Linked DNA regions of Zeugodacus cucurbitae: region 2 is linked to region 1. A link is a contact called in public Hi-C data. All regions are on one chromosome and are shown on one strand. The core of a region is the stretch at or near the end of the contact, and the rest is flanking DNA. Distances in the headings are between cores, read along the strand shown. Region 1 holds the start of LOC105211193 (general odorant-binding protein 56h). Region 2 holds the start of Kcnq5_2 (potassium voltage-gated channel subfamily KQT member 5).

Region 1 (4,856 bases), core at 2,161-4,660:
AAATATAATGGAATTGGAATTAGTGGCAAGTAATGTAATGGCTGCACTTTCTTGGAAAAAGTAAAGTCCATTAACAGTTGCAGGAGTGTATACTTAAGTTTTTATAACAAACACACTGTGTAAATACATATGTACACATTCCAGCAATCACGTGACCAATTCATATGATTACACTTGCATTTATAGCTGACTCTATGGCTGAGCAAACAGCACGACACAGTGACTGCAACTCTTTCACAAGGCAAGCCAAGGAGAGGCAAACAATAACTGGAGCACTACTTTCAATAAGAAATATGTATAAATGCACAGTTATCGACGTTGCATGCACATTTGCCATTAAAGCCAACCATCGATGACCGCAACCTAATCCGTGCATTCAGCTAGACACAGAGGTGTGGCGGCTGGCGCTATTATGAACTCGATATTGGAGAAAGTGAGGGTTGTGCAGTGAATTTAACGATGATTAAAGTTTATGAAGTTTCTGAATAAAAATAATATTTTTTTCTTAATTTTATATTTTAAAATATTTACATATCCTTTTTGGATTGAGTTTGCTAGTATTAATTAAAGAATTTTCAGAATTAAGTGGCGGATAGTCAATGATGGAATTGAAAAATGGTTCCAAGATCCGGGTTCAACGGGAAAAACAGTTTATTGGAAAAATAGTGTGAAGTAATATAATAGTACTCCAAGAGTAAATGTTGGTTTTGGTTTGAAGGAAGTATTCTAAACCCCAAGAAAAGTGTACCTTAATTTATATATATTCCTTCATGTTATGTTAAACTTTGTTTACTCTTTTGGCAGGAATTCTTGTGTTCACGCATATTTCTCATTCAAAATTCAATAATACTTTCGTATTTCGATTCCCCGAAATTATTATTTTTACTTCCCACAGTCGGCCATTTCCACCCGCTGTTAGCTACTGCCGGTCAAAGCTTTGACGTGCTGAGTCCACGTTCACTAGACAACAATAAAAACAACATTGTGCTTGTTTAATTAAATTTTCATGGCCTCCATTCCTGGAATAAGCCAAATACTCCAATATATACTCGGCAATCTTAACCAAAATCTAACTAGTCCGAAAAGTTTTAGTTTTGTACCAATCTTTTCCTAAGTAGGTTCAGAAAGAGGACAAAAGTTATATCACTAAATCAGTAAATCAGTATATAATAAAAATATAGAGAATTTGAATAAATACTAAAACAATCAGGTACAATAGAATATATATTGAACTACCTAAGTAATGTATCTGGTTTTAACTAGTACGAAACTAGTATCAAACTGGTATGAATTTAACACATAAATTTACCAATGGTTGGTATGAATGAAACAACGGTCAACTGACTAATTGCGCTTGCGGTTCATACGAGTTGTAAAGTAACTAGTTGATTGCGGATTACATAGCTCTAAGTGGGTAACGAGCGCCTGTATATGTAAAATAGTAATTGATTTCAATATTTTTTTTATTTTGAGTTGTAGAAAGTCTTTTTTCCCAACCCTTACCACTATTTATTCCTTTTTTTGTTAATAACTTAATAACTAACATTATTAGTAATTTTCCACTTAGCCAACAAACAATGTGAGAATATCAACAGAATATTTGCCAAGCATAAAAAGAGGGGAAAATATGAAAACTGCAGTTATGCATGCTATCCATAAAGAGGAAGACAAAAACAATAAGTTGATGTTAGGCCTATGTATTTATTTACATAAGTACACATGTAATAATCTGGTTTAAATGTGCATTATGCACGTGAATAGATTAAGTGAAAATTCGAGTCAAGTAACCTCTCAAGTAATGCCAAACCAAAAGCAATAAACTGTTTATGAATTATCATGAAAAAACTGCTTTAATGCTAACACTAACTGAACTAGTAAAATTCAAAATATTTCTCGGTATTTCTAATGATATGTATGTATATACATATACTGATATAGCAAAGCCTAAAAATAAATTTATAAATTCACCAAAGAACATTGTTGTTGTTACTACATATTAACGCTACCTACTCACGTACGCTTAGTAGCGCGCTAGTGTGGGGTGAGCATCTCATGGTTGCGAGTGTACTAGCTACCTTTTCTTTACACACACTGAGTTTCGGTGATTGTTGTTTTTGTTTCTTAAATAAATATCTCAAGAATGTTTCGATCGTCGCTTTTACAGTTCTTTCGTGACAATTCACTTCTCAACCACTTTATATTTATTTTTGTTGAAATACTGCGTGCTGATCGTTGTTAAGCTAAGACTATACTTCACAGGATCATTTCTGTAGTCAGTCTTCATTTACTTTCTTTGCAAATCGAAAGTATTCGAACCCGCGATGAGGAGGTATATCGTTTTATCTGACAGCGTGAGGTTTATGAACTTCATTTCTAATTTTGTCTTATGACATATTTGAATTGATGTTTCTTCGATGATCGCTCGGTTACAACGGATAAAACGACTTCTGAGTGGTCGATCAAAAAATTTTAAATTGATAAATTCAAAAATTATAGTATTAAATAGTAAAACATGAATCGAAATCTTATATTAAGGTTGAGATTTGTAGATCTTAGTAGAGAAAATATTAAGGAAATGATATAAACGAGTTTGCTTATCACAGGATTTTCCACTAATACCTCCGACAGAGTAAATTATTCCGAAATATGTTTTTTAATTTTTAATAGACACATTTCATATTTATTAATCCCTTATACCAAATAACATATAAAAATCAGCAGATGTACATTTTCTAATAGAGAACTCTCTTAAAACAATCGATCAACAATCCAGGGCAGATAAAAGCAGCATGTAGAGCAGAGAACTTTGAATTCCTAGGGATTCTTTGACCTAAACTCCTTGAGGCACATGGTAATCTTAAAAGCCGTATCACATTCATTAGCACCTTTCTCGTTCTTACAATTATTCATGGCTTGTGTGATTTCGGCTTCGTGGCCCTTTAATTTTGGCATTTGCATGAGCTCTTTAACTTTGGCATCAGCATTGAAGACACCATCCTTCCATATGCCTTGTTTTTGCATCAAGCATTTTGTGTGACACTTTATATTTTCCTTGGCTTCATCAGCTTTCATGCCATTTTGAAAGAATTGCTTCAGTTCTTCCTCCGTGACTTTGGCTTCGTCCATGCAAGCTTTATGGAATTTCTCCATATCGGCTGGAAATTGACACTGGCATGGAAAATATTGATATAGTACGAGCTATTTGGCATCTTTACATATTAATTGAAGATATTATATATTTTTTGTACCCACCACTGCCAACGTGACGAGCGCCGCCATTGTTACCAAAATGTAGAATGTATGCATTGTGACCGTTTAAAAGGATGCGCGCAGATTTGTGTTCAACAAATGAGGTCAGAAATGTTACTGAATTATCTAAACAATGGAGTTTGAATTTATACTCGGATAATCGAAATACATGAAAGCTTTTATTTATTGTCAAATTCATGGTCTAATTAATGCGCATTATACTCGAACATGCGTACAAACATATGTTGGTCCGATTTTTAATTCATCACCAACAATTTTCACACTAATTTTGCCAGCCATGTGCCATAAATTACTCAGTTCACTAAAGTTTTTCAACAACATTTTCAAATTGTGGCAGAATGTCAGTGAACAATTGTTCGTAATTTGTCAATTATGAAAGTTTTTGTTTGTCAATTAACTAAACTATGGGCTAATTTAACTGACAGTGTCTGATTTATGCTTACGGAGAGCTGTTGTTGTTGCTTCGGAAAATTATTTTCGAATAAACACATATAAACAGAGCACAATTGTAATACGATTACGAAATGATTAAATAACATTTGAAACTTCTGCGAAATATGTGTGAATGAGTAAAAATTAATAATTGTATGAAAGCATCAACTGACCCTTTGGGTTGAATAAACCTTCATTGTTTGCAAATTTTGCTATAATCCCTGCTAGTTGATTCCAGAATTGTGTCAGAGATGACTGATCTGTACTCTGATGGACTCTGGCCAGTTTTAAGCTAAACCGTAATCATGTTCCAAGTTTCAAAAATATACAGTTATTTTTTTGTAGAATTTTTCTCTAGATATCTCCTAGCAATTTAACAATAAGTTGCTTTTCCTATGAGCAATGAATATATTCATAATGTTTCGACTATTAAAACATTTCAATATGTCATATTTTGAGTAAACGACCTTAAATAATATTCATCATTTAATTTAATAAACCGCTTAGATCAGAATTATCCATGTTCTGAATAAATTCAATTAAATTCTATGAAGTCTAGCTTTACATTCTGTTTTTACAAATTGATAACTGTAATCATATAAGTGCTCTTATGTTATATATGTACATAATTAAATTATTATATGAATTGCCTTATTAGCTACGAGGGCTGCTATATATATTTCTGGCCTAATAATGAAAATAGGAATATTTATCAACGAAAATGGTTTTATTGTTTTTCAAAATATTCTCCATCAAGATTTATACACTTTTGCATGCGCTCAAACCAATTTTCGAAGCACTTTTTTTGAGCCTTTTTTAAGCGATTGTCAAATTGTGCGGGATCCAACGAGAATAAACCTATTTTACGGGCAGGTGTTCATGCAATATCGAATGTATGCTGGTGGGAGAAATACATAGGCATGTCTCTATCTGAAGGTATGTTACATGACGGTCTTGCATTATCAGTTCACGTACGGCATCGATGTTTTCTGGCACAACGGCTGTTTTTGGACGACCTTCACGGAATTCGTCTTTGAGCGAGCGTCGGCCACGATTGCATTCCTTGTACCAGTTTTTCACAGTGCTATAGGATGGTGCTTCAAAGCCATACAAAGATTTTCTATGCACTCTTGTCGCGATAATCCGCGTCCATT
Region 2 (4,768 bases), core at 1,764-4,263, 280 kb before region 1:
GAGTAATTGTCCTTCATATCCTTGGTGCAATGATAAATTGCTATAATATAGGAGGAGATGGATGTGTCCTCGGTAGTATAGTGGTCAGTATCCCCGCCTGTCACGCGGGAGACCGGGGTTCGATTCCCCGCCGGGGAGGGGTATATTTTTCTCGATCGATCTCTCGCTCGATGGACTGACACTGAGCCCGATTAATTTAAAACAGTTAGTAATGCAAAGAACTTTTATTAAATATATATAATTTATAGAAGCGCTTTGGATTCATATACGGAGAGTCCTGATTACATAGGTGGGATTTCATGAGGGATACGTTACCTAAACACAATTTTAATTGCCATTATATTATAGTACAAACTCACTAGTTTTTATTTTACGTTTAAAAGCCTTTCGGCGGAATTATCCGATATATTCATTGGTGTTCAATGTAAAATTATTAGATTTGACAAAGCATCTTTTAGTACTGTACGCGCCAGATTCATAATGTTAATAGTAAGAAATCTAAAAATATTAGTAAAACTAATTTGTTAAGGATAATCATCGTGAAAGAACAATTAAACTAAAAAAAAAATAATAAAAAACTTCCCATACCGGGAATCGAACCCGGGCCTTCTGGGTGAAAGCCAGATATCCTAGCCACTAGACCATATGGGACACACAAAGTATTACAACATAAAAGTGCTTTAATGAAACACTAACAAGGTAAGTGTTGTAACTGTTATACAGAAAACATGCAAAGCAACTAAATATTATACGACAATTTACGAATAAAAGAAACGAAGTGAAACAACAATGCGAACACTGAACATTGTTATAAAAAATCTATTATTTACATATTTTTATTACAATTTTCAGATTTTTCAAATAAGTATAGCGTGCTTTTGATTTTTATATAATCCGTACACACTTTGTAATTATATTTTTTTCTTCCAAATAAGTGATCGCTCATATATGTCATTTGTCACAATGTCACCAAGTGTCAGGATGGCCGAGCGGTCTAAGGCGCCAGACTCAAGTGCAAACTTACCTACTACTAAAATAGTGGGTTTCATATGGAGCTTTCTGGTCCTCTCTGAGGGCGTGGGTTCGAATCCCACTTCTGACAAGAACTTTTTTGATATTTATTTATTTAAAAATATTACATTGTAATAATATAATTAATTAGAAGAAAATATGACTCAAATAAACATTGGGTTTATTTTTAAGTACCGTCTTTATTTGCTTACGTATTCTAATTTTATACCAAATATTGATAAGTTATAGAATTTTTCATTGATGCTTATAGACAATATAATTTTGACGGTGACACCTCGGTTCAACTGGAAATATCGTCAGAATGTCAGTAGAATCATGATTGTAATGAAGAATAATTGTATTCATATCTATAAATCGGAAAATGCATTGGTGATAATATGTATAGTAGTGTAAGATCCATAACACAGCAGCGATATGAAGCAGGAATATCACTTATCCCATTTATCATTTCAAGACATTCTCAAAATACCATTCGACAGCGAGCACTACAGAAATGTTTCAAATGGCTTTTTGGGTATGGATGCTAATATTAAGCAAAGAGTTCTTTGAAGTGCTCTTATAACTGTAGGCATATAAAATGATGAAATGATAGAACTCCACCTTTAAAAATACTCAGACTTCAGCTGCTTGTTACGATATATTTTTTACAGTACCATTGCTTTAATAAAAAAGAAAGATGACACCTAAGGTAAAAAAATCCCTGATTTTTCTGAGCACAGTGAATCGTATGATAGCCTAAATACCAGTCAACCATCCAAAGAAACACCTTATGCGATAGCGTTCGAAGTCATCGACATAGTCTTAAGGAATTGGTCTAAGTCAGCTTGGCTATCAAAACGAAAAGAGTAGTGTATTACATATATGTAACGTTTGCTTTTCGTTTTGAGAAAAGTGTTCTGCACACTCTCAAATGGATCGATCGGTTATTGCAATATATCCAGCAAAATCTGTAGTAGAAATTTCTTCTTGAAGACTCATTGTGAACGGCTTATCAGATGCTTGTTGTTGCAGTCTTTGCTAAGGGTTATATCTTTCTGAGCGGTTACCGTATAATGTCGTTAGATGGTGCAACAAACAGTTAGTTCTGTGAGACCGCACGTGCTCTTGAAACAATTTCATCTTAAATTTGTTTAGATAGCAAATATTTCCTGTTTTCAAGAATTTAAAATATCAATGAAAATTGAAATAAGCGTGATAAATTGAAAAAAAAAATTATTAAAGATTTTAAAGATTTTATTTTAGTTATACTGAAGTGTGTACTTTGACGCACTTTATCCAACTGTCAGGATGGCCGAGCGGTCTAAGGCGCCAGACTCAAGTGCAAACTTGCCTATCATACGATTGATGGGTTTCATATGGAGCTTTCTGGTCCTCTCTGAGGGCGTGGGTTCGAATCCCACTTCTGACAAGAATTTTTTGGTTTTTATTTTAATTTTTCATTTTTTTTATGAAACAATTTTTTAATATTCTTTTTTATTTAAATCTCAGACCACACAGTGATTTTCCTATTTTCACACTTTTTTCACGCTGCGAAATGCGACTCATCTTTTGTATTCATAACAAAAAAGATTTTGCTAATTTTATATTGCAGACAGCCACAAAATAGACAGTAACAATAAAGAAAAACAAATCATACATTCTGGGTAATAACAACAAGGTGATGACAAAACAAGCAATTTTCCAAAAAGTATGCGCGTGGGCCACCAAGTACTACTTACAAACGTACATACATCTATTTTGTTCTGACACACTCTATTCTAATATTGTTGTTATTGTTATCTTTGCGAAGTACAACTGTTTTGTTGTACAATGAATATTTAAATATTTCATGTACGTATTTATTTATGTTTTGTTTCTATTAAGATTTTTTTTCGGCTTCAGCGTCTGGCTTGTTAGCTCTTAACGCTGACCGTCCGACTGCCTGCTAGCCTTCTTGCTAGCTGCCTGCCTGCCCGTCCGTTTAGCTTGGTCGGCCTGTATGGAGGAGGAGGCGTTGCGTTGCGTCGTGTCTCCTCGTTGTTGAGGCACTTGCTGAGAGTGTTTTCTCGCCTGTTGCTAATGGCCTTAGGTGACGCCAATCAATTGACTTGTTGTGTGTAGCATTTGGAGCATATTATTAAAATTTGCTTGTGGCAAAAGCGTTTTGTATATAGTTTTGAGTTTTCAATACCAAAACAAGTGAGTAGATCGGGAAAAGCGGGCCAAATGCAAGTTAATGTTAGAGGGTTTTCTTGTTTTGTTTATTAAATATAAAAAAAAACAAATTCGCTTAAGCGTGGAAAATCGGAGCGCACATGTACTACACATAGTTAGATATGTAAATAGATTTAGTTAGGCATTGTGTTGGTTGACTCAACGACGAGTAAATTATTGGCGCGAAAATCGAAAGTTACGCTTTTGTAGGAATATTAAGCTCTCGCTCCGCTGAAACACTTTGGCAATCCACTGGCTCACGAAAGGTAAGCATTTGATTATGTTGTATTGTCTTAAATAATCTTAATCTATAGTAAATTATATTAAGTATGAAAGACGCATGCTTTCTGATGAACGCTATATATAATTGGCCTTAGTAGGCGGCCAAATATAAATAGCAAACGTGCCGAGTATAATAAACTATGAAAATAAAATTTCACAATTTTTTGCAAGTGAAATATAAATTGTAAATTTTTATAGATTTTTTAATTATTTGTTTCAAGATTAAACAAAAAAATAATAAAAATTAATTTCATTTTATACTCTATGAAAAAATAAATTTTTAAATATTTTATTTCATAGTTTCAAGGTCTTAAATTTTATTCTTTAAATTAAAAAACAAACAATAATCCATTCGCATTTTAAGAATTTATTGAAAAAAAAAATTAATTGAATTTTTTAAAGTGATAAAATTTTGATAAAAAAAATGAATAAAAAAATTGAATATTTTTTTTTTATTAAAATTTTTTTAAGAATTCATTTTATTTAAAAATTTTACAATATTTTTTATTTTTATTTATTTTTTATATAATTTTTTTTTAATTCCAATAAATTTTAAAAAATTTAAACATTATTTCAAAACAATATATTTGATTGAAAAATGTTAATTTATCATATACGTTTTTAGCATATTTTCAAAAAAAATTAACTTTAACTTTTTCAATAAAAATTATACAAATAAATTATAATTTTCAAAAATTTTCATAAATCAATACAAATTTAATTTCTCAAAATTTTCAAAAATAAAATATACCAAAAATTAACTGTTTATAAAATATTCAACCAAAATTAAATCTGCTTATGTTTCAAAACGATTAATCAAACACTACTTCGTGCTGTTTCCGTAAATTATTCTCCAAACAAATTGTATTTAATTTACTCTCAAGTGCATTAATTAACTGTTTTAGTTGGTAGTTTTTACTTGTATTATTTATTATTAATTGAAATACTTCTACACCTATGTATTTATTTAATTTGTCGAGTAATGCGTTGAAAGCATTTCCGTCGCACTTTTTATACCCCGAAGAAGTCGCCATAATCAGCTGTCTCCGCACTTTCGGCGCGCCACATAACGGCGCACATATACACCCGCATGTACGGCACATATAACCTCCTATAACACCCACAGACACACATATTCACACATACACATGTATAAACCAATACAAAAGCATATGCGTCTAATCGTTTGTTAGCCGGTGAGAGCAACGGCTGGCGCAAATCTATAGCGGACCCACTGTATAAGAGTGACAATTTAATTTTA

Evidence for each region. Hi-C and Micro-C count contacts between places; a contact is called where the count stands out from the background.
Region 2: a contact with region 1 is called in a Hi-C map of whole body, with 5 times the contacts expected there. The contact joins the promoter of Kcnq5_2 here to the promoter of LOC105211193 in region 1. A contact is called at or near these places in 2 of 2 Hi-C or Micro-C datasets (both in whole body).

Annotation. Positions count from the first base shown.
Region 1 is chr6:4,934,382-4,939,237 of idZeuCucr1.2, reverse strand. It overlaps LOC105211193 (general odorant-binding protein 56h), which reads right to left and starts at 3,410. Exons shown (of 2, transcript XM_011182529.3): 1 at 3,253-3,410; 2 at 2,650-3,168. The coding sequence starts at 3,306. The coding sequence ends at 2,815. It overlaps LOC114803865 (small nucleolar RNA U3), which reads left to right and starts at 2,243; the gene lies at 2,243-2,456.
Region 2 is chr6:5,215,073-5,219,840 of idZeuCucr1.2, reverse strand. It overlaps Kcnq5_2 (potassium voltage-gated channel subfamily KQT member 5), which reads left to right and starts at 3,013. Exons shown (of 15, transcript XM_029039616.2): 1 at 3,013-3,491. Trnal-caa (transfer RNA leucine (anticodon CAA)) reads left to right here and starts at 2,314; the gene lies at 2,314-2,440. It overlaps Trnal-caa (transfer RNA leucine (anticodon CAA)), which reads left to right and starts at 976; the gene lies at 976-1,102. It overlaps Trnae-uuc (transfer RNA glutamic acid (anticodon UUC)), which reads right to left and starts at 651; the gene lies at 580-651. It also overlaps Trnad-guc.